7 separate regions of the Mus musculus genome follow, and all the other regions are linked to region 4. The links are chromatin contacts, called in public HiChIP or PLAC-seq and promoter capture Hi-C maps. All regions are on one chromosome and are shown on one strand. The core of a region is the stretch at or near the end of the contact, and the rest is flanking DNA. Distances in the headings are between cores, read along the strand shown. Region 1 has its middle 46 kb from the start of Gm29904. Region 2 has its middle 61 kb from the start of Gm41333. Region 3 has its middle 29 kb from the start of Gm22521. Region 4 holds the start of Myc (myelocytomatosis oncogene). Region 5 has its middle 44 kb from the start of Gm41333. Region 6 has its middle 27 kb from the start of Gm38563. Region 7 has its middle 40 kb from the start of Gm22521.

Region 1 (3,022 bases), core at 260-2,759, 740 kb after region 4:
CTTTGATATTCTGTGGTTGTATTTTTAAATGAAAAGTATTCAAATGTATTTACATTTTAGACACTATAGCTTCACAGGGTGGAGAATTTGCTTCAAGCTATCTTTCCTACTGCCCTGGTCAAACTGGGTACTTTGTGAGGGCACTAAGGTCTTCAATAGGTACGGCTGCTTTGTCAGCCCTGCCATCTAATTCAAATACACCTGTGTGCCTTTCCTTTAAAATGTACAATCTCTCTCTCTCTCTCTCTCTCTCTCTCTCTCTCTCTCTCTCTCTCTCTCTCTCTCTCTCTCTCCCTCTCTCTCTCTCTCTCTCTCTCTCTCTCTCTCTCTCTCTCTCTCTCTCTCTCTCTCCCATCCCTGTAACAAATATACATAAAGCCATGTTAAATGGTATTCATAGCACATCCTGTATATTATTCAGTCTTTTCAATCTTGAAATTTTCTCCATCATGTGAGTGATACATACACAGACACACACACACACACACACACACACACACACACACACACACACATGTTTATATATATATAACATACATATACATATGTATATGTATATATATGTATCAGCTTCATTCAAAATTTCAGGCCATGGTCAGGTTCTTTGTCACTTGAATTCAACTTACAACAGTCTAAGTCTTCTCTAGACCTCAGTGCCAGCCTTTTGAATATCTCTCCTACAAATCAGTTCCAAAGGCCCACCTAGCATGTCTCTAGCCAAGTTTATGAAAGTCATTTCTCTGCTACTTTTCCATATTATCTTCTTTTTTTAATCATTCTCATGAGATAGCTGATGGAAACAATGTACAGGCAAAAGATTTCATGAAATACTGTCCATCATGATGAAGAAGCTATGGTGCCTTGGGATATGTCTTTGGAGTTGGGAACCATAGTGCAATTTCCTCATATCACAATAGTTAGATGTGAACTGGAGAAAAGAATGTGAGTGGCCAGAGGGTAAGGGAGGAGTAGTAAGGTTTTACAAAGTTTGTAAAAGTAGGTTTGTATGTCATAAATACATTCAGGGAATCTGTTATATAACAATGCAGTTTGAGTTAATAACATTAAGTATTAAAAATTGTGAATAAAGTAAGTTTTCAATATTCTCAGTATATATGAGGTGATGCAGTGATATATATTAATCAGTTTACCACGTACTATGTACAATGTACATATACTAGTATACCATGCTGTCCAACACACACACACGTGTGTGTGTATATATATATATGTATGTATATGTATATATATATACACACATACATATATGTGTGTGTATTTATATGTGTTTGTATATATGTGTATATGTGTGTGTGTATTTGTGTGTATCATAAAATAAAACATTAAAATGTAAGGATGTACATGTTTAGTGAGAATAAACATAAGCTGCAGTGCTATTTACATTGATGATAAGAACATATGGGCACTGAGACAATGCACAGTAGCTGCTGAGCTATCAGCCCTACATCTCAGAAAAGAGGATGTAGGAAATGATGAAACTATACACACACAAGGAAGTCAGCTTCACAGTGTTTGTAGTTGACACAAAGGAAATAGTTAAAATCTCAAAAAGCAGACTGTAGACAGGGGGGAAATTGGGCAGGGAAAGAGCATTTACAAGATTGTTCATTGTGTTATAAACACAGGCAGACCAAATATCTCCAGGCACTCTTAGGTCATGTCTGAGATAAACATGAATGAGATCGTGAAATTTCAGCTGAATAAAGTGTAGCCGAGATCTTTCAAGATTGTTGAAATTGCATTCCCATGTCCTTTTTTAACTTCAAGCATGCCTATGTGCATCTGTCAGTCTGGGTCATTTTGAGTGTGATTCTGCAACTCTATTTAGAACAGGCAAAGAAAGCACAGAATTTGGATCTACAGAGGATGGACCTTGTTCTTCTTAGTACCTCTGCTGTCAAGGGAAGGAGACAATGACCTGTGTTCAATAGACTCATTTCCTCTTCCTCACAAGTCTACTGCGCCTCTTTGCCAGATCCATTTCACCATGGGATGAGTCCATATAAGTGACTGAATGTGGTCAGTGGAATGTGGGCAAGAAGTGATATGAGTAATTTCTAGTCTGGCCATGCCCAACATTCTTCAAATGACTTTTCAGGCTCCTATTTTTTTCTATCAGTGTCTTCCTTAGACAAAGACCTATTTCAGATCTCTGAGGCAACAGAAGACATTGGTACCATAAGGACAATAGAAGAAACTGGGTCTCTATACCTCCACTTGGACTGCCATTTCCCACACTGTTAATGGGAGAAATGTACTTTATAAGGTAAAAATTGGAACATGTGTGTGACTGGTTGCAGAAAGACTATATCCTGCTTCATACAGCACATGGTTTAAACTCTTGGAGCCTCAGTTTCACTATCCATGCTACAATTCATTGGCTCTCATAAGAACTGAATGTAAAGCATGTCTACATACACATGCATTATGTGTTTATTCTCATCTCTGTTCATTTTATGCTCACACGCCAACTTGGGCAAGGCTGCCTCTCTGCACACCTCCATAGGTTGCCATATAATTTTATGCATGGGTCAAGCACAATATGAATCATGGCTCTTGTGTTCCCCATCCCAGACACATGAGCAAATTTCAAAGAAAGAGCATAGTTACTTCTAAATAAATGTGACAGAAGCAATTGTTATCACTTTAATAAAAAGATTAACTAAAGCAACAATGATTTTAAAAGTGAAATAATTTATAGCTTTGCTATCATGGCTTGGTAATGTCCTTGTGTGTAAATACAAAGGATACTTAATCTCTTATTTAAATTGTCTGAATTACTCCTCTGTTCTGATAATAAAACAGCCCTTAGGTATCTTATTTGATATCAAGTAGACAAAGGAAAGTCTGATCAACATTCAACTTTAGTGCTTAGGCACATTTTATGTTGATTGGGACCTAAACTTCCCCAGCAACAATTGCTACCGAGTCAGTTTGCTCTTCAGATGCCCATGGCTGGAACTGAATGTGTACCAACTGGAACTGATTACTTGAAACTTGA
Region 2 (2,924 bases), core at 105-2,604, 750 kb before region 4:
CATAAGACCCCACTCAAATGATGAAGATGAAGAGCTATAGTCAAGCAATGGCTACTGACAGACAGGGGTGGAGGGAGAACAGATATACATGCAATTGAAGGACAAAGAGACAGGAGAATAAATCAATTTCCATAGTAAATAATTGCCTAATATGTTATCCAAATTGAAGTAGTGAGCCCTAAATGCATGCACATATGAGCAACAGAAATGAAATCAGAATGTTGTATTTACATACAGAGGAAAGAGAGAGAGAGAGAGAGAGAGAGAGAGAGAGAGAGAGAGAGAGAGAGAGAACACAATAATTAGAGAAGAGGTCATAATAGTGTGGCTACTTCTATCCATCTTTGAAGGGGGTAACAAAACACCCATGGAAGGAGTTACAGAGATAAAGTGTGGAGTAGAGACTGAAAAAAAATGACTATCTAGAGACTGACTCACCTGTAGATCCATCCCATTTACAATTGCCAAACCCAGAAACTGTTGTGGATGCTAACAAGTACTTGCCTGATATAGCTGTCTCCTGAGAGGCTTTGTCAGTGCCTCACAAATATAGAGGTGGATGCTCACAGCCATCCATTTGACTGAGCACAGGGTCCCCAATGAAGGAGCTAGAGAAAGGACCTAAGGATCTGAAGGGGTTTGCAGCCCCAAAGGAGGAACAACAATATGAACTAGCCTGTACCCCCCAGAGCTCTCAGGAACTAAACCACCAACCAAGGAGCACACATGGTGGGACTCATGGCTCCAGCTGCATATGCAGTAGAGGATGGCCTACTTGGTCATCAGTGGGAGGAGAGGCCCTTTGTCCTATGAAGGTTATATGCCCCAATGTGGAGGAATGCCAGGGCTAGAAAGCGGGAGTGGGTGGGTTGGTGAGCAAGAAGAGGGAGGAGTGTGTTTTTTGGAGGGGAAACCGGGAAAAGGATAACATTTGAAATGTAAATAAAGAAAATATCCAATAAAATAAAGAGAAGAGGTCATGAATTCGAGAGAGAGTAGGGAAGGATTTGGAGGAGGAGAGAGTTGAAAATTATGTAAATGCAATACTCATGTATATATAAATATTTTAATATGACTAATGTGAGCAAAGAAGTGGAAGAAGGACTCATACCTCCACTTTATATTTTCCTGTTTTCTCTTTGTAGATGTCGCTGCTGCTTCACTTGTTTTTACTATGGAGAAATACCTAGAAATCTTGATCTGCAGCTGAAGCTGCTTCATACTGAGGGGCTCTGAGCCTGTCTTCTGTAAACATCTGCATTTGGAGACCAGTTCTCACGATGACAGATGCTGGAACATAACCTCACACACTGTCAATCCTCTACAGCTATTGGTTGACACTGTCAGGCTCTTCCCTCCCATCAATCACCTTAACACAATATGGGACCACATCCTCTTCTATTCTAGGAAATGTGGCCACTCTCTTTGCACGCTGAAGTTTACTTTATCTTTATGCTTCAACTTTGAGGAAATGCAGGTGCACACATACACATAGGACTATACAAATACATTCCAAAGTACATATATTTGTATAGCTCAGTGGTTTTCAACCTGTAGATTGTGAACCCTTTAGGTCACAACCTAAAGAACCGTAGTGAACAACCCTTTCACTGGGGTCACCTAAGACCACCAGAAAACACAGATATTTACAGTGTGATTCATAACAGTTACAAAATTACAGTTACTAATAGTAGCAAAAATACTTTGATGATTGGGGTTTACCACAACATGTAGAAATATATTGGAGGATCACAGCATTATGAAGGGTAAGAACCACTGCTATAGATAATATATGTGAACTGGCATATGACCTCACATCTCCGTCATCTACCAACCACTGATATATTAGTACAGAACGTTAGACTAGGTCTAGTTATACTGTAATACCAGGTATTTTACTTAGGAAAAGAAAGTTATCTTCTCCAAGAAACTAGTTCCTCATTTGGAAGATGGAAAATCCTTCACTGTGTGATTATGACATCGTTTACTTGAAAAGAATTTCATAATTTGTAATAAGCAATGAGGTTTTCTTTCCTAGTTGTTCCTAGACACAGCAAGAATAAAAGATGAATCTATTATGTGAGGGCAAGAAGATCTCAGAATCCTACAATGTGGACCCAACACTTCCCTGGTGAATTCTAAGTAGCATTTCATTACAACCTTAATCTAGAAGACTTTATCTCTTGTGCTTAGTAAAACCAAAGCCTGGGTGCTTTCCTCTATCCTTCTTTCCAGTTCTTCCATATCAACTTCTTTGGCCAACCATGTCTACTGCATAATTTATTAATATAGGGTCAACTTCAGGTCTTGACCTCAATGAGCTTCTTGGCTCTTTATTCCTGGACATCATTACCCACTTACTTACTTACTTGCAGTGTTAAGTTCATGCCAAGATATCCAAAATTTCCATCTCTAGTCTGAAGTTCAACTTCCTAGGTTAAAGAACGTTATTATGACTTATGGGCTTTCACATTAAGTATGTCCATGTTGAAAGCCATCAACTACTTTTAAATAATCAAAACCTTGTTCCTTTTCCACAGTTTCCTCTGACTTCCCCATTAATTGAAAAAGTAAAAATAAAAAATAAAACCAGTTGATCACATTCACTTATACCTTCTCTAGTACCTGAACTGGGAGCCTGGCATGAATTTTCCAAGTCTACTGCTACTCTTCTAGTGAAGGCCATCAGTACTTCTAAGTGGGGCATTGCCATTGAGGTTTTCGAGTTGACTTCCCGTGCTCATCTTTTGTTTTACTCCAAATTTATGTTCTTGCTGGAAACATTTTAAGAGTTTGCCATTGCATTTTGTAGACAGGCAGTTGGCAGTCTGATGTATCAGTCTGGATGAACGGATGCACTTCATTTAATAGTAATATACATGACTTGGACCTTTTTTTTTTGGATCATCAGACATACACTTGCT
Region 3 (2,989 bases), core at 261-2,760, 840 kb before region 4:
AGATATTACACATGTGCTAGATGCTTATAATACTCTCAACATACATTGAAGAGTGTACAAGTGAAATATCCCATTTGGCTTGTTAGAAGTCCTACTGAAGAGACATAAATTAGGACAAGATGTGATGGATAAGCAAGCAAGAGGTAGTGTGAAGGGGAGATGCTGATAAAACTCATTACCCAGCAGTATAAAGGAGAAAAAAGACTCAGATTAATGAGAGGACACAGGAAGAAGAAAAGGGCATGAGACACAGCTGGCATATTAGAAAGAAATAGAATTATAAAACTAACCCAAATCCATAGCATAGCTGGTTTATATTCTGAAAATAAAAGGACACAGTGTATAAGAGAGTCACAGTCAGAAATGTAGCTAAAAGATCAGATTCGCTAAGAGAACAGGAGGGAGGAGAAGGAGAGCAGATGGGTGAAAACTAGTTAGAATACTTTGGAGATTCCATGGTATTTTGAAACAAAATTATGACCACAAAGTTCTAACTATGTAACCAGATTTAGAGGGAATGTTATGCTGATATTTTACTAATAATTGGATATACCCTTGAGGATGAAGGAGATGCCCAATATGATTGATGGATAGTTGGAAATGCTATCTAGTGAGATAATGACCAGAGAAATATATAGCTGATAACTGGGAGGGGTGTTTGGGTACATTGGCTTGGAGTTATCTATGAAACACTCAGACATCTATGCTATACCAGTGATTGGATATCTAGGTAGGGATCTCGATCTTAATAGAAGAGACTTAATTTTGCAATGTGAGTCTGAAATTCATAGTCTCTGAGGTGTTAATGAATCATCTATCACATAAAATAAGTAGAAGCCTTCAACCAAGAGGGTTCAAGGTCCCTGAGGAAACCTGAGTTCTAAAGGTCTAGATGTCAAATAGGATGATTGGGACAGGCTGTGTCCAAAGTCATAGAAAAGGGAAGTTATGGGATTAGGCAATTCAAAGAGTTATCTTAAGGAGGCAGATGATCAAGAGTGTTCAAAGCTTGCCAGATGTTATAAAGATCACAGATTGCATAGAATTGATGGAATGGGTGTCACTGAAGTTCTATTGGCTGCTAAGAATTTACATGCAGAGAAAATCAGCATAGACTGGGAGGTAAGCAAATGGAAACACATATGCAAAAATCTCTTAAAGCATGATAAAAAAAAGAGGAAAAACAAGAAGCAGGTAGAGTGGACTAGCATCTTCCAGACATTTAAGAAGGAACTTTTCTCCACCACCATTTGATCCAAATTACTATACCCCCCCCCAAAAAAAATCCTACCAGTGTATCACATTAGACAGTATGAACACTAATAACTGCAAATGTTCCAAACTTTTGAAAGAAAGCTTAAAGACTGAAGTCAATATGGTAAAGTGTTTGCTAAGCTTAAGAAATACCCACAGGAAATGGAAGAACTTTTTGACTGGAGGTCTAATCAGAGTAAAGGCCAAGGTCTTGCAAAACTAAATATGTGATATCCTTGTGAACAGAATGACTATGTGAGCAAATGGGGTACAGAGCTCCTGGTAAGGGACTGTCCTCTTACTGGTCAATGAAACCACCGATGCAGACACATCACATTAGAATTGATTAATTTAGAAAGTAGAATGGTCCAACAGTTAGAATCCCCTAGAAGGTCTATTGTAACAGTCAGTATTGAAATGATCTTTCTCACCATGTAGTGCTAAGAAATTAGTATGAGACCACAAGGAAATGATTTAAAACCAGAGTAGAGATGAAAGTACCTTAAGTTTCTCAAAAACAATGTATTAGGTTGATGGCTTATCAATAGACATTGGGTTACTGGTTTTCAATCCTGAGACTGGGAAACTTCAAGAATTTTACTAGGTTGGTGATTTTCAATGTGCCTAATTTAAAATGACTTCCCCAATCCATACAACAACCTAGTGTGTACAACACCACCCTTGGTAATAGAACATCAAGTCCTTCACCCAAAATTAATTGGGCTAATAAGCAGTTGTACACCATATGCCTTTAAATTTGTGGTTGTTTTGCTTGATGCTTAATATTACTAAGAACAGTAACAATTGACATTGGCTTAGGGGTTAATGTTTGTCAAATCATTAGATCAAAACAGCCTCCATTTCATGGAAAAAATGAAGGTGGACAATGAGTTGATTTAGATTGCATAGCTGATAAGTACTTGGTCACCATGATAAGCAAGAATAAGGATGCTTTATCCATATTTTATACTGGATGCATTCCAAGTAAATGGTGGGTATTTGGGAAAGAGTTTCCATTTCTAACAAAGCAGCAGGGATTGGAGAACAGGAAAATATCCATACCTATTCTCAGCAGAATCAAAGGAAGATGCATGATATTTAATGGTGTCCCCACTTGAAAGAAGAAAAGGGAGCAGAGGAAAGTGTGAAATGTTTACTCCAAAAAATATTCTTCTAAAAGGAATTCTGTAGCAGTCTCAAGTGTCAAAAATAGCTGTATCACAAGCCCGAGAGGTAATTCTTCCTATGTAGAAGATCCTGAACAAACTGTAAAATGTACAGAAACCTTTATTTCACTTTTTGGTACAAGTAAGTTATGATGTGAGGCTTATGCTGTGGCTGCATTGGAAGTGTTGGGCTCTGCTTCCTTCCCCACAAACAGCCCTGATTAGGATCATATGTTTAGACTACCCTCTTTGATAAAATCTTACAAGTTTCTACAATGCTCCAGTGCTCCCACAGTGATGACTCTGCCAATACTTACATCTCATATTTCTCACCAGGTATCCACGCCTCTTTGTATGTCTGTCTGTCTTTTTTCTTTTTCTGTCTCCCCCTCATCATTATCACTCTTGGTCTTTGTTGTTGTTGTTCTGTTTGTTATTCAGCCTCATATAATATAACAGAAAAAGTGAATACACCAGGACTGGGGCACTATTTGATTGATGAAAAGGAGGTCACCTTATGTCATTTTGTAGCCTTTGAGAAGCTGGGCTGGGAGAATTATGAGAGTTTC
Region 4 (2,965 bases), core at 454-2,953:
TCGCGCCGTCGCCGCGCTCCTACCCAGCCGGCGCCGCCGCCCCTCTCCGCCCTCCTCTTTCTCCACCCCCAGCGCGCCCCCTTCCTTCCTTTGCCGGCTTTTCTTTCCGATTGCTGACTTGGAGGAGAGAGCTCAGTCTCCGGCTATCACAAGCCTCTCGAAATAAAAGGGGAGGGGGTGTCAAATAATAAGAGACACCTCCCTTCTACACTCTAAACCGCGACGCCACTGCACCAGAGACCCTGCAGCGATTCAGCACTGGGTGCAGGGCGTCTTCCCTCTCCCCGCCGAGGGTAGCAGCTGTTACGGAACCGCTCAGATCACGACTCACCGCAGTCTTCCTAGCAATTCAGGGGCGCGAGGGATACCCGCGGATCCCAAGTAGGAATGTGAGGATTCCCTCTGGTTTCCCCCAAGTCAACGAATCGGTCACATCCCTGTCCCAATTTTGCTTCTCCTCACTGCGCTAGCCCAACATCAAGTCCTAGTGCCGCGGGGGTCAGGCTTAAATTTTACTACGATCACTATTTTTAAAGCCAAAATAGCAACTTCTTAAAAGGCTCAGGGACGGGTTGCGATCGCCGCCGGGGATTGGCGGGCGGGACGCACCTCCGTGTCGGTCCCAGGCTGTCAGAAATGCACCAAGCTGAAATTTAAATGCCCTCTCAGAGACTGGTAAGTCAGAAGCTACGGAGCCTTCTCGCTCCCAAACGCAAAAGGTAATCCCTTCTCCAAAGACCTCAGGATTCCAAGGGCTTTCTTTGGCCACCACGAAGCGACCTCCCGGTTTGACCCCTCAAAGGACACATATCAATTAATGTAGCAAAGCAAGAATGTCCAACCGGCCGGGTCAGCGTCAGCCCATAGTAACCTCGGGAACCCCGCTTCAAAATGCATCCCGGTTTTTCCCTTCCCCTTTCCTCTGTCATCTTGACAAGTCGCTCTACCCCGACTCAGATCTACCCCAGCCTACCCCAACTACTCTTGAGAAAAGTGTCAAAAGCACAGGAATGGAAGAAAGACTGTCCTAACCGGCCGCTACATTCAAGACGCAGAAAGAACACAGGGAAAGACCACCAGATCTGTGCTTACCGGGGTTTCCAACGCCCAAAGGAAATCCAGCCTTCAAACAGCTCGAGGAGCTCTTTTCAGGAGAGCTGATCGCGGGCAGAGGCAGAGAACACTGTCCCCAAATAGACAAAAATTCCCTCCCCGGAGCCTGGGGAGTCCTGTCCTGGCTCGCAGATTGTAAGTTCCAGTGAGAAGTGTCTGCCCGCTGCAATGGGCAAAGTTTCCCAGCGGCGGCGAGGGTTGCGGCCGCTGATGTTGGGTCAGTCGCAGGGTTGGGGAGAGTGGGCGGCAGGCTCGGAGGCAAAGCCCCTCTCACTCCAGAGCTGCCTTCTTAGGTCGCCCCGGAGCGCGGCTCTGCACACACGGCTCTTCCAACCGTCCGCTCACTCCCTCTGTCTCTCGCTGGAATTACTACAGCGAGTCAGAAAAAAACGCCCGAAAAGCTTCTTTTATACTGCGACTCAGGATCCCTCCCCTCCCTTCTTTTTCCCGCCAAGCGTCGGCGAAGCCCTGCCCTTCAGGAGGCAGGAGGGGAGCTGAGTGAGGCGAGTCGGACCCGGCAGCTGAGAGCAGCGCAGCCCAGGGGTCCTCGGCCGCGCAGACCCCCGGAATATAAAGGGCGGGTGGGCGGGGATTAGCCAGAGAATCTCTCTTTCTCCCTTCCCCACCTCTCTCTATTTTTTTTTCCTCCTCTCGCTTCCCCGCCCTCTGCTTTGGGAACTCGGGAGGGGGGCTAGTGGGGAGCCGGGGAAAGAGGAGGAGGAGCCTCAGCCCCGCAGCCCAGTACTCCGGCTCCGGGGTGTAAACAGTAATAGCGCAGCATGAATTAACTGCGCGCCCGACCATTTTCTCTTGCTCGCGCGCTAGTCCTTTCCCTTTCTGTACGGTTGTTCGGGCGCAGCGCTCGGCTGAACTGTGTTCTTGCCCTGCGTATATCAGTCACCGCAGGTGGAACAGCTGCCTCGCTCCACACAATACGCCATGTACCCTGGACCGCGTCACGCACGTCCCGGGCGGCCAGGCGTCTCTCTAAGGCTGGGGAAAACAGAATTTAGAAAGGGGGAAGGACGAACGAATGAGTTATCTAGGAGCCCCCGCTCAGTGTGTGGAGTGATAGAGGGTGATCAACCGCAGATGAGGTCTATGCAGGAAAAACGATGTCTGGAATTTTATTAAAATTGCTCAGCAACTCACTGCCACGTATACTTGGAGAGCCACTTAGGGATAAACAGCCACTCCATCTCGCGGGGAAGGCATTGTGTATTTTGCCTTTGGTCGTACAGTTATGTTGACTGGGCACATTCTTTCCAGAACGACCCCCCCCCCCAATTTGCTGCCAAAAGGCAGATTCCCCCCCCCCCCCACACACACACTCCAGCACCTCCGGTTCGGACTTCCACCCGGCGGGTGGTGTGGAGGCGGCTCTTTCCCCTGTAGGTCTCCCTGCGCAGTCCAGTAAAGTGGCGGCGGGTGCGCTCTACCCGGCTCCTCCGGGAGGAGTCTCTGCCGGTCTACACCCCATACACCTCCACACAGTTCCAGGGCCACAGTCGGTTTTCACAAGAGGCAAATCCTCTTTGCCCCTGTGGAGCCAGTTTGCAGCAGACTCTGGTTTAGGAGCTGGGGTGGGGAAAATCAAGGCGCTAGACGCGAGAATATGCCATGAATTGGGGGGTTGGGGAAAACCCGGACTTCCCAGAAAGGGGGAGGAGTGAATTGCCAACCCAGATCTGGGGAGCCTGCAGAGACCCTAGAATAAAGAAAACCGTTAACCCCTTCCTCCCAGGACAAACCCAAGCTTTCCCCTTTTATTACTGGAATCGTAATTATGCACTTAAAAAAAAAAGTCGGCCCTGATCAGATCAAAGTAACGTTACATTTTTGCCTTCGTATG
Region 5 (3,013 bases), core at 287-2,786, 730 kb before region 4:
AAATTTTGAGCTATTTCCTGCGATTTTCAAGATTATTTCTTATAATTTTAGCAAAACATAAATAATATATATATACATACATATATATTTGCTTGGAAAAGCAGGGAAACATTAACATTGTATTAGTAATCGTATAAAATAGGACAGGAACCTAAAAATCACGTAAATAAACAATGGAAGGAGGCTTGTCATGTCAACAGGAAAGTGAATAGGGAAACTCATGACACAGGCATGTGTTGAAATATTCACAACTCCCAAGCCTGTTAGTTTTAATGACATGAGAAAGCTGGTTAACAGCTGGGAGTAGTGGCACACACCTTTGATCCCAGCACTCAGGAGGTAGAGGCAGATTGATCTCTGAGAGTCCCAGGCCAGCCTGATCTAGGAAGTGAATTGCAGCGCAATCAGAACCACATAGTGAGACTCTCTCATGAAAAATAAATACAAATAAATACATGAATTAATAATAAAAATAACAAACTGTTTATAACACATGAAAAAGTTTATGAAATTGAGCTTAGTGCAATTTTAATTATTAAGTACATGTGAAATATACTGCAAGATCATAGAGTTCTCTAGGGATTTTCATGTGTGTGTATGTGTGTACATATGTGTATATATATATATATATATATATATATATATATGCAAACATGCTTGTACAATAAATGATAAAGCTTGCTCATGTTAGAGCATGCTTTAAAATACAATAGCGTCACATTCAGGCTTTTTTTTTTTAAAGGAAGCTCTAAAACATGCAAACTTAATAAGAACCTGGATAATAAAGATTTTTCCTTCCTAAGTCTCCCAGATATAGGCATCATGTAGTCAACTAAACCAGAAGGAAGGTGAGTCAAGAGAGATGCATTAGCTGCAAAATTGGGGAAGGATATCATATAAAAAAAATTATAAAACTATTCCAGATTCTTAGTTATCCCACTAGCTCTGTCCCTAAACACTGTTGATCGTGACTAGCCTATCATTGCCCTCTGCTCCCCAGTCCATGCACTTGTAAGAAGGGGTTAATCACTCCTCCACCCATCTGTTGACTTATTCAAACACTTTCTCGGGGATCAGAGAAAAAGCACTGGCTGAAACAGATACTTGTCATGCCTTCTGGGTACTTGTGCTCTTTTATATTAAAAAAAAAAATCAAACACATAGGCTAGTGTTAGGAACATGAGGAACAATGGACAAGGTCAGAAGGTAGCATGAGCGTCAAGGTCCTTAGAGATGGCATCAGTAGGTAGGTCATTAGGTGAGAAAGAAAGTCCTACTGGTAGTCAATACTGGGCAGTGTCCCAGGGGAGGCAAGCCAGGAAGCACCAAAGTGCTGTAGCACGGGGTGGGGTGGGGGTGGGGGGTGGGGTGGGGGGTGGGGTGGGGGTGGGGGGGACATGGTTGCGCCAGCGGTGATGAAGCATAAACTTAGTGTTTTTCTCCTAAACTTTAACCAAGGTCCACCCCGCAGTCAGTCAGCAGGCTCAAAATGCTTTCAGAGCCCTTGAGAGCTAAAGTCCAAGGCCTCTGCCCAGGGAGTGAATTGATGGAATTTAAAGGCAGTGTCGCCTTGGAGCTTTGAAGGTCCGCTGAACAACTATTAGCTGATCCACTTGACAAACAGTGACGCAGTCACTATGTATGTTTGTGCCCAAGCAGGTGACGATTTTCTCTCCACTGACTCCAGTCAAGGACTTTCTGCTTCCAGATTGCAGGTTCCAGGTGACATTGGGCACACGGGATCAGGAGGGGAGTGGAACAGGTCATGCCCCAGGAAGGCAGCATGAAGCTGGACTCACCTGATGTTTTGAACAGCCCACTTAGCTTCAGTGTGGCAGGAACATATTCTTTTGAAGCCTAAAGAAAGTATGCTGATTCATCAGTTTCCAAACCCATGGGAAAAGAACCCATTGTTAAGCTTCTAATATATTTTCCCTAACCCCTACAAGGATAGCTATAGTTCAGGGAGATAAACTGGGATGAAGGTAAGGCAAAGCGAAGCAATTACTGCCATCCATAATTATAACCCATATCGTTTATTGTGTGCTAATAGCTGCATTTCCAAGCAGATGTTATTAATTAGTGAAATAACAAGGCAATTTGCATTCATCTCATTTCAGAGAAGAAATAAAACTACCTCCTCTAACCAAACATAGGTAATTCAGTTTTGTTGTTTTTCTTATAATACATGGGGAAACTGAGGCACAGAGACACTGGATTCTTTAAAAGCATCTTTACTTAAAGCTTCCTAGAAGGAAGATTATTATCATGGGTAGCAGTGTATATAGATAAAGTGGCAAGGTGCTGGCCCAGAAATCATGATAACGTGGAGACAGGGAGATTGGTTAGCCCAATCTGCCAATATCCACAGCAGTCATCATTCTGGGCCTCTGATCTAATCTCTCTGAGTTGTTTTCTTATCCAAAGCATAGGAACCATCAATCCCTGACCAATGTGATTGTTTTATAGAACAAATGCGGAACATACGTACCTTCACAGCAGATATAGTTTGTGAGATAAATGGACTCTGCTCAGAGTTTAGGAGGAGAAGTAGCATTTCAGAGGGGGATAGAAAGGCTGCACGTTAATCGACCTTATGGCTAGATAGTTCGAAGAATGTATCTGGGGCCACAGAAGCAGAAGGAAATTGAAATTATCTGAGAGAAAATATCACAAGACCAGCTGGAATTCTAGCATGAAGCATGAGTAAGGGACCCAGCAGAATCATTGTCCCTTAAAAGTATATAGGCAGAAGGAACTAGGGCAGAAGGAAGTGCATGTGGATTCAAACATTGTATGACTTGATTCTAGAGCTAATGTGATTGGTAAAACATTCAAAGGCCTGCTTTTCCTTATGAACATCTTAAGAAACAGAAGTCTTCGTATCTATAAAAAAAGCAACTGGCAACATCTATTAAAATTATATTTGCCATAACATATTTATTAATATATATTAGTACAATTATAAAATAGTATATACATATATATAATATATTTATGTGTGTATACACAC
Region 6 (2,789 bases), core at 227-2,726, 800 kb after region 4:
TCACCCTAGAAGCAGAACTGGTATAGGATCCTTGCACAAATCCAAAAGATGTTTTGACATAGATACAGTGTAATACTTTGGCATCCTGGCAACTTTATAGATAGGGGTGACAGTGACTGAAAGTGAATACCCCCTTCCCTAAATCAGCCACTCCTGTGTATCTGCTCTCCTCTCTTACTTGCTTATATAGTGGCTGTAGGGGTTCTGATTGTATAAGTGTATCCACCATTGTATCCACCAGTCAGCCCTTCAATGTGGTATGGAGTGTAGTAGCAAATTCTTTGTACTGGAGTTAGATTTCCACTCTAGGCAAATGACCCATGGCTGAGATGCTGGGTTCATACTTAGCACACAAAATATATCTTATGGGAATTATTCACATGTAGGTTCTCAAAAGATATGCAGATTGTTTCTTGCTCATCCCCTGATCTCCTACAGAAGGAACTGTAGAATGGATCTGTTTAAAATCCAGTTGAATTAAATCCTCTTTAGTCTCACTTGGACTCACTGAAATAACATACCACATACCAGGATCTATTTTCAAAAACTGTCTTAAGGTGCTTGACATCTTCCCACCCAGAGAACACATGGACTTATTTCTTTGTCCCTTCTGGGTTGTTACATACCTAATGGGATGGTACTTGCTCTGGTCTAGTTTCCACAACTAAGAGGATATAAAGTTGATGCCTGTAAGTTCTCAGTTGTGGCTTATACCTTCCCAGTGAAATGGTGGGGGAAAACACAAACACCTGGAATTAATTGGATCCTACTGATCACATCCTATTACAATGATCTGCATGCCTAAAAACATTCCTTTTAGTCGGACTTCTTGATCTCAATACTCCCTATCATAATGCTGGTAACATGCCTTCATCCAATAGATCTCTACTAAACTGTTGACTCTATACAGTTGAACAATCGGCACTGAAAAACTCATGAACGGAAGTGGTACCATTGAAATAACTTCTAACTTTCCCCCATCAATTTATTTTACTAGATCATGGCACTGTTCGTGTTACCTTCATCTATACTACTAGCATTGGCAGATTTAGCTAATATAAACATAGGGCCCCAGCTAAATTATAATATCAGACAATAAATAAAAATAGAGTGTAAGTAAATTTCCTGTGAACATGTCATCCAAATACAATTGAGTCTTGTGCTAAAATGGTAGACCTCACGTGTGTTAAGAGTCCTTGCTATGTTGCCATATTTTCCCCATCTCCACCTTGTTTCTGACCTCCCACCCAGTGCCCCTCTGATGCTCAGAGCAGTAATCATATTGCACTGGGTTGGAATGTCAGCCAGAATGAATGTCTCTTAAATGAAAAGAGATGCTGGGTTTCTGCAAAGCTTAAATGTGGGGAAGGTCTCCAAAGGGTTTTCTAAAGAAAACAGGAGCTTCCAAGGAGGAGGGCGCCTGAGAACACTTAGCTCTTTTGTTTAAAACAAAGAAAGGGGCCATTCAGAAAGCAAATTGATTAAAATGGAGGGAAATTGCCGGACCATTGATAATTGCAGCAAAAGGGCAGTGGTCACTCCTACTGATTGCCACTTCAGAGGGACCTGCACACCCACAACCAATCAAGGGCATTAGTGAGACACAACCTTTTAGTGACCCACAGTTCCCCCTTGGGAAGTATTTCACAAAAGCCTTTAAAGCTAGTGCAAAGCGGTTTCTGCACCGTATTTACCTTTAATTCCCAAGTCTGGAACGGCTGAAAAATCATTCAACGTCTAACTATCTTTCACATGCTGAGATGACTGAGAGCGGCCTCCACCTCCGAGCTGTCTCCATTCACCAGCGTTTAAAGTACAAGAAGCCCAGAGAACCTCTGGCCCCAGTACATCGTACAGCTCTGGTTTCCCACTCTTTCTGCCCCCATCCCACAGACCAAAAATATGCCACTTCTGTTCCACACCAGGAAAGAGTGAGCAATGGTCTGCTGTGTGCTTTTTTCTTAAATCCTTTCCCAGTGGCACGTTGACAAAGAAAAATAAGTCTTCCCTCTGAAATGGAATGTGTTTATACATTTGGAGGAAGATTTTTAACCTGGGACCTGGGAAACTTGGAATGGTCCCAGCTAAAGCACAAGGTCTTTGTCGAATGACTTCAGACAAGCTGGAAAGTGTTTCTGGACTTCAGCTTTCTTACTGAGAATATAATATTGGGACAAAGTGTCCTGGTCACCACCTTGGCTAATGAGTCTAATAGCTGGGAACTCAGAAGGTAAAAGCATTAGATATGTATGTAATTTATAAATTATATACTTAAAACTGCACACATACATACATACTAGGCAAGCATTCTGCAACTGAGCTACCCAACCAGCCCTTAAAATAATATAGTTTAAAAATACTAGTTTTTCTCTGGAGCAGTCCCCAAGAAAGTTATGTTTGGAACCAGTGATCTGTGTTGGATTAAGCGCTCTGGATGGCTTTAAAGATTAAACAGGTCTGGAAATAACTAGAGATAAAGGTCACCAGTGCCTCCTCCTACTTAGCATTTCATGGGAAATTAGGCTCCCCCCCCCCTGCTTTTTTTCCGGGCCCGTTTATTTCCCAGGGCCTGGAAGGTGCATGTATGAAAGAGTAAGAAAGACTAGGTCTCCAACGATGCTTATAGGGTCAATGAGGTTGCTATTAGGAAGGGGTGGGGGTACCCTCTCTTCGACAGCAGGAAGAGAGATACATTTCATGGGAGGGCACTTCCTCCCTGAGAGGCTAAGGTATGTGTAGCATTCCTTTAACCCTGCCCTGGCCTTTGGAAAAGGAAGCTTTGTTTGCTA
Region 7 (2,954 bases), core at 368-2,867, 770 kb before region 4:
ATAAATAAAACAATAAAACAAACACTTGTATATTCCACAGTATACATTCTTTCCTATTCTGGTTATATTTGAGTAGGTTTTTCTGAGACTTATAAAATGTATTCCACTGGTACTTATTGAGTACCCCAGAACCTAGCCCTTGAGCATGGAGAGAAGAGACAGACATACAGATGAATAAAACATATGTTAGAGCAGACAGAGGGAATTAAGTCTACAGAATGTAATTTCCCACTTGTTCAGCTGTTCAGGTTTAGTTCAGATGTAACATATGCCTTGACCTTGCAGGCATAATTAAGCATCTTTTCTACTTTATTCTCATGATTACCCAGGGGTCTTAAAGAAATAGCCCTTGATAAGGAGTTGACAAATATTTTTAAAATGAGAAAATTATAATTTAAATATTAAAGCTTGGCCACTCTGGATTCCCCATTTCAGTATAAAGAAAAAAAGATGAATACTAGAACTGGCTTAAAAGACTATAGTCTCTCCCATAGGAGCATTCTCTCTTCTCTTATACAACGTACACTCCTCACTTTGACTTCTCTGTGGGTTTATGAACCCTGTAAAAACACTTTGTTCCCACTATTACTGGGATCCTAGTATCGTGCATTATGGTTGGTTTGACAGATGTCTGGTTGGGACAATTCATTTCTGTATCTGGAACTCTTCTCATTTACTTGATCTACAGTAAATGTTCAACACAGCTTTGCAACAAAAATAAATTCAGGCTTGTCAATCTTGTTTTTAACTTATTTCTTCTAACAGACAGGCTTTCCTCAAAGGTTGTATTCAGGCAGACATACTGTCCAAAACAATGTGTAATTGCTTTGAGCCTTTCTGAGAATAAAGGAAAGAAATAGATTAAAATCAAGCATAAGAAGCACTAAGCCAGCGTATATTGCATTAGCATAAATATGAATATGAATATATATTAAAATTGATCATAACACTGAGCATGTTCATGAATTGATAAAGGATTCAAATTATTGAATTGAATCTCTGCCATCATCCCAAATGTTTAGGAAATATGAGAGATATGTTAGGTTTAAAAAATGCATCTCATAGCACCAAGTACTAAAGTATGAAGAGGAGTCACTTATTTCCAGAAAACTGTGGTTTTTACTGTAAATTTTGGATATATGAAAACTCACCCCATCTGAAAATTTCTAAGTGCTGCTATAATTCTATGGAAATTGAGAATCATTCATTGTCTCTTACTTTTAGGATCATTTATGAGAATTCATTAAGCATTTGGAATTTTTAAAGATGATACAGCTTCATAAAAGAAAAAGAAAGTTCTTAACAGATTGGAAATACCTAGAAACTAGTCCCACACTAACAAGTATTCGCATGACAGCTATCTGTGTCAAACTGTCCCTTCCCTTACTTCCTACTTCTTTTTCTTTTAACCCGCCATTATCCAGTCTTCACCTTGCAGGGCTGCATCAGGTTCCTGATGCTAAATCTTGCCCTTTTGCTATTGACACTAACAGGATCCTGCATGCAGGTTGTTTACATACTGTGAGACCCAAACACTGCTATAGAGACCACTCCAGTGTGGTAGACTATCTGTCAGACAGGAAGTGATAGGATCTCATTCAGAGCTCTCTTCCATGCAACTTAACCTAGTTTCATGCTGATAGCTCTGAAGGTTTGCTACTGCTTACCCACAGCACCCTGCCTATTCTGAAGTCAGGCACATCATGATAACTAAGAAATCTTGAGGAGGGCACAGAGGCCATGTTCAAGTTCATATTGTAGCTAACCCCAGGAGGATTGTCAGACATGGCTCGGTATTTGAAATGTGAATCTGATAGCAATGTAAAGATAGAAGCAGAATGAATGGTAGAGGTATGCTGCATACAGTCTGTGGGTCTACTCACTTCTTCTATGGCAGAAAAGCACCCTTAAAAATATTTGAAAGTCTGAGCTAAGACGAAGGGTAGGGGAGAGTGTGTATGCAAGCCAAACATGAGAAAAGATGAGATTAAAGGAAAGTAGGAAGTGGGAGTAAGAGGGAGTAAGAGTAACAACAACAGTAGCTATGTTGAGTGAGTTCTGAGAAAAAGGTGTAATGCAAACAGCCTTCAATGCAAATCTCTCTTCTAACCATGTCCACAAACCCATGTCTTCTTATTAATCTCATTTTCATTTTATTAGTGATAAATTTAAAGCCTACATTGGTCTTGAGCTTATTTTAACTTATACAACTATTAAATGATAGAGTCTGGTTATAAACTCATTCTTCTCCAGTTTTTTATTCTATAGTCCTAAGCACAGGGAAACAACTTTTTCTTTTAGAAAAGGGCTATCTACATATCACATAGGCACATGCACACGCAAACTCACAAACACACACACATGTGCGCGCATATGCACAGTTGTCCAGGATAGCTTCAAAGCCGTCCTCTACATACCCCCATCAACATCTTTCATTCCATGCTTTAGTTTTGTATGACTTAAGGCATGAGAAGAGCTGAGTCAACATGGGCTTTTGTGATAATACTTTGGTGGCCTACCAAATACAGGTGTTTCCATTTTCTTCTTGGTAGAATGGACATAGTATTTTTTTTAAAGGTTAATGCATCATTAAGCCTGAGGAAAGTAGAAAGCTAGATGACACTCCTACTTTGGAGGCCTTTGGGAACTAAATACAATGGCAGTGAATTGTAAAACAATATCAAGAATAAAACCTGTCGATCATTCATCTTTCTATATAGACACACATAGGCATGCACTTCACAAAGTTGTATGTATAAATATGTTCACACACAGACACATGGACTTTACTGTTTGTAAGTATATATTAGTGTAAACTCTATGCAAATCAGTGGTAAATGCAGTAGTTCCAATTCTGCTCACAATATAAGGAAACTTGTGAAAGTTCACAAGATTTTTTATGAGAATTCAAAAGAAAAACACCAGGGCAGGCAGGCTGTTAATCTGGGCATCAG

The links. Promoter capture Hi-C pulls out the DNA fragments that hold promoters and counts their contacts. HiChIP or PLAC-seq counts read pairs in DNA pulled down with a chosen protein or histone mark.
Region 1: an H3K27ac HiChIP or PLAC-seq map of the NIH/3T3 cell line shows a contact between it and region 4, with 16 times the contacts expected there. The contact joins the enhancer-like site here to the promoter of Myc in region 4. A contact is called at or near these places in 2 of 39 promoter capture datasets (the 3T3-L1 cell line and 3T3-L1-derived adipocytes), 5 of 484 Hi-C or Micro-C datasets (the C3H10T1/2 cell line, embryonic fibroblasts, myocytes and 1 more) and 4 of 115 datasets of contacts at active chromatin or transcription factors (the NIH/3T3 cell line, neural tube, stem cell-derived neural progenitor cells and 1 more).
Region 2: an H3K4me3 HiChIP or PLAC-seq map of the 230-238 cell line shows a contact between it and region 4, with 14 times the contacts expected there. The contact joins the enhancer-like site here to the promoter of Myc in region 4. A contact is called at or near these places in 6 of 39 promoter capture datasets (the 3T3-L1 cell line, the C10 cell line, embryonic stem cells and 2 more), 1 of 15 datasets of contacts at CTCF or cohesin (pro-B cells), 16 of 484 Hi-C or Micro-C datasets (B cells, CD4 T cells, CD8 T cells and 8 more), 31 of 115 datasets of contacts at active chromatin or transcription factors (the 230-238 cell line, CD8 T cells, the NIH/3T3 cell line and 22 more) and 3 of 9 other capture datasets (embryonic stem cells, liver and macrophages).
Region 3: an H3K27ac HiChIP or PLAC-seq map of CD8 T cells shows a contact between it and region 4, with 30 times the contacts expected there. The contact joins the enhancer-like site here to the promoter of Myc in region 4. A contact is called at or near these places in 9 of 39 promoter capture datasets (the 3T3-L1 cell line, the C10 cell line, HPC-7-derived erythroid cells and 5 more), 2 of 15 datasets of contacts at CTCF or cohesin (large pre-B cells and stem cell-derived epiblast-like cells), 53 of 484 Hi-C or Micro-C datasets (B cells, the C10 cell line, CD8 T cells and 29 more), 36 of 115 datasets of contacts at active chromatin or transcription factors (the 230-238 cell line, CD8 T cells, DN3 thymocytes and 26 more) and 3 of 9 other capture datasets (embryonic stem cells, macrophages and pancreatic islet).
Region 5: a promoter capture Hi-C map of liver shows a contact between it and region 4, with 7 times the contacts expected there. The contact joins the enhancer-like site here to the promoter of Myc in region 4. A contact is called at or near these places in 10 of 39 promoter capture datasets (the 3T3-L1 cell line, the C10 cell line, HPC-7-derived erythroid cells and 5 more), 1 of 15 datasets of contacts at CTCF or cohesin (large pre-B cells), 17 of 484 Hi-C or Micro-C datasets (CD4 T cells, the N1E-115 cell line, Th1 cells and 9 more), 27 of 115 datasets of contacts at active chromatin or transcription factors (the 230-238 cell line, CD8 T cells, the NIH/3T3 cell line and 22 more) and 3 of 9 other capture datasets (embryonic stem cells, liver and macrophages).
Region 6: a contact with region 4 is called in an H3K4me3 HiChIP or PLAC-seq map of neural tube, with 6 times the contacts expected there. The contact joins the enhancer-like site here to the promoter of Myc in region 4. A contact is called at or near these places in 2 of 39 promoter capture datasets (cranial neural crest and second pharyngeal arch cranial neural crest), 1 of 15 datasets of contacts at CTCF or cohesin (the NIH/3T3 cell line) and 10 of 115 datasets of contacts at active chromatin or transcription factors (craniofacial prominence, embryonic basal ganglia, embryonic forebrain and 7 more).
Region 7: a contact with region 4 is called in an H3K4me3 HiChIP or PLAC-seq map of the SCID.adh cell line, with 22 read pairs. The contact joins the enhancer-like site here to the promoter of Myc in region 4. A contact is called at or near these places in 5 of 39 promoter capture datasets (the 3T3-L1 cell line, embryonic stem cells, hippocampal neurons and 1 more), 5 of 484 Hi-C or Micro-C datasets (bone marrow-derived macrophages and liver), 20 of 115 datasets of contacts at active chromatin or transcription factors (the 230-238 cell line, the SCID.adh cell line, SST interneurons and 16 more) and 2 of 9 other capture datasets (embryonic stem cells and liver).

What each region holds. Positions count from the first base shown.
Region 1 is chr15:61,240,953-61,243,974 of GRCm38.p6, reverse strand. No RefSeq gene overlaps it. Among named protein-coding and RNA genes, the nearest start is that of Gm29904, 46 kb to the left of the region's middle. Within about 2 kb of position 1,509, at least 42 of the 459 cell types and tissues checked have an H3K27ac peak or open chromatin away from gene starts, as enhancers often do. A contact at or near this core is called in the C3H10T1/2 cell line, the NIH/3T3 cell line, embryonic fibroblasts and 1 more, where this site is marked.
Region 2 is chr15:62,729,136-62,732,059 of GRCm38.p6, reverse strand. No RefSeq gene overlaps it. Among named protein-coding and RNA genes, the nearest start is that of Gm41333, 61 kb to the right of the region's middle. Within about 2 kb of position 1,354, at least 31 of the 459 cell types and tissues checked have an H3K27ac peak or open chromatin away from gene starts, as enhancers often do. A contact at or near this core is called in the 230-238 cell line, CD8 T cells, T-cell acute lymphoblastic leukemia and 8 more, where this site is marked.
Region 3 is chr15:62,820,467-62,823,455 of GRCm38.p6, reverse strand. No RefSeq gene overlaps it. Among named protein-coding and RNA genes, the nearest start is that of Gm22521, 29 kb to the right of the region's middle. Within about 2 kb of position 1,510, at least 9 of the 459 cell types and tissues checked have an H3K27ac peak or open chromatin away from gene starts, as enhancers often do. A contact at or near this core is called in CD8 T cells, the G1E-ER4 cell line and the SCID.adh cell line, where this site is marked.
Region 4 is chr15:61,984,079-61,987,043 of GRCm38.p6, reverse strand. Myc (myelocytomatosis oncogene) reads right to left here and starts at 1,703. Exons shown (of 3, transcript NM_001177352.1): 1 at 1,093-1,703.
Region 5 is chr15:62,711,229-62,714,241 of GRCm38.p6, reverse strand. No RefSeq gene overlaps it. Among named protein-coding and RNA genes, the nearest start is that of Gm41333, 44 kb to the right of the region's middle. Within about 2 kb of position 1,536, at least 9 of the 459 cell types and tissues checked have an H3K27ac peak or open chromatin away from gene starts, as enhancers often do. A contact at or near this core is called in hepatocytes and liver, where this site is marked.
Region 6 is chr15:61,183,233-61,186,021 of GRCm38.p6, reverse strand. No RefSeq gene overlaps it. Among named protein-coding and RNA genes, the nearest start is that of Gm38563, 27 kb to the right of the region's middle. Within about 2 kb of position 1,476, at least 17 of the 459 cell types and tissues checked have an H3K27ac peak or open chromatin away from gene starts, as enhancers often do. A contact at or near this core is called in neural tube and second pharyngeal arch cranial neural crest, where this site is marked.
Region 7 is chr15:62,751,529-62,754,482 of GRCm38.p6, reverse strand. No RefSeq gene overlaps it. Among named protein-coding and RNA genes, the nearest start is that of Gm22521, 40 kb to the left of the region's middle. Within about 2 kb of position 1,617, at least 17 of the 459 cell types and tissues checked have an H3K27ac peak or open chromatin away from gene starts, as enhancers often do. A contact at or near this core is called in the SCID.adh cell line, Th17 cells and regulatory T cell precursor, where this site is marked.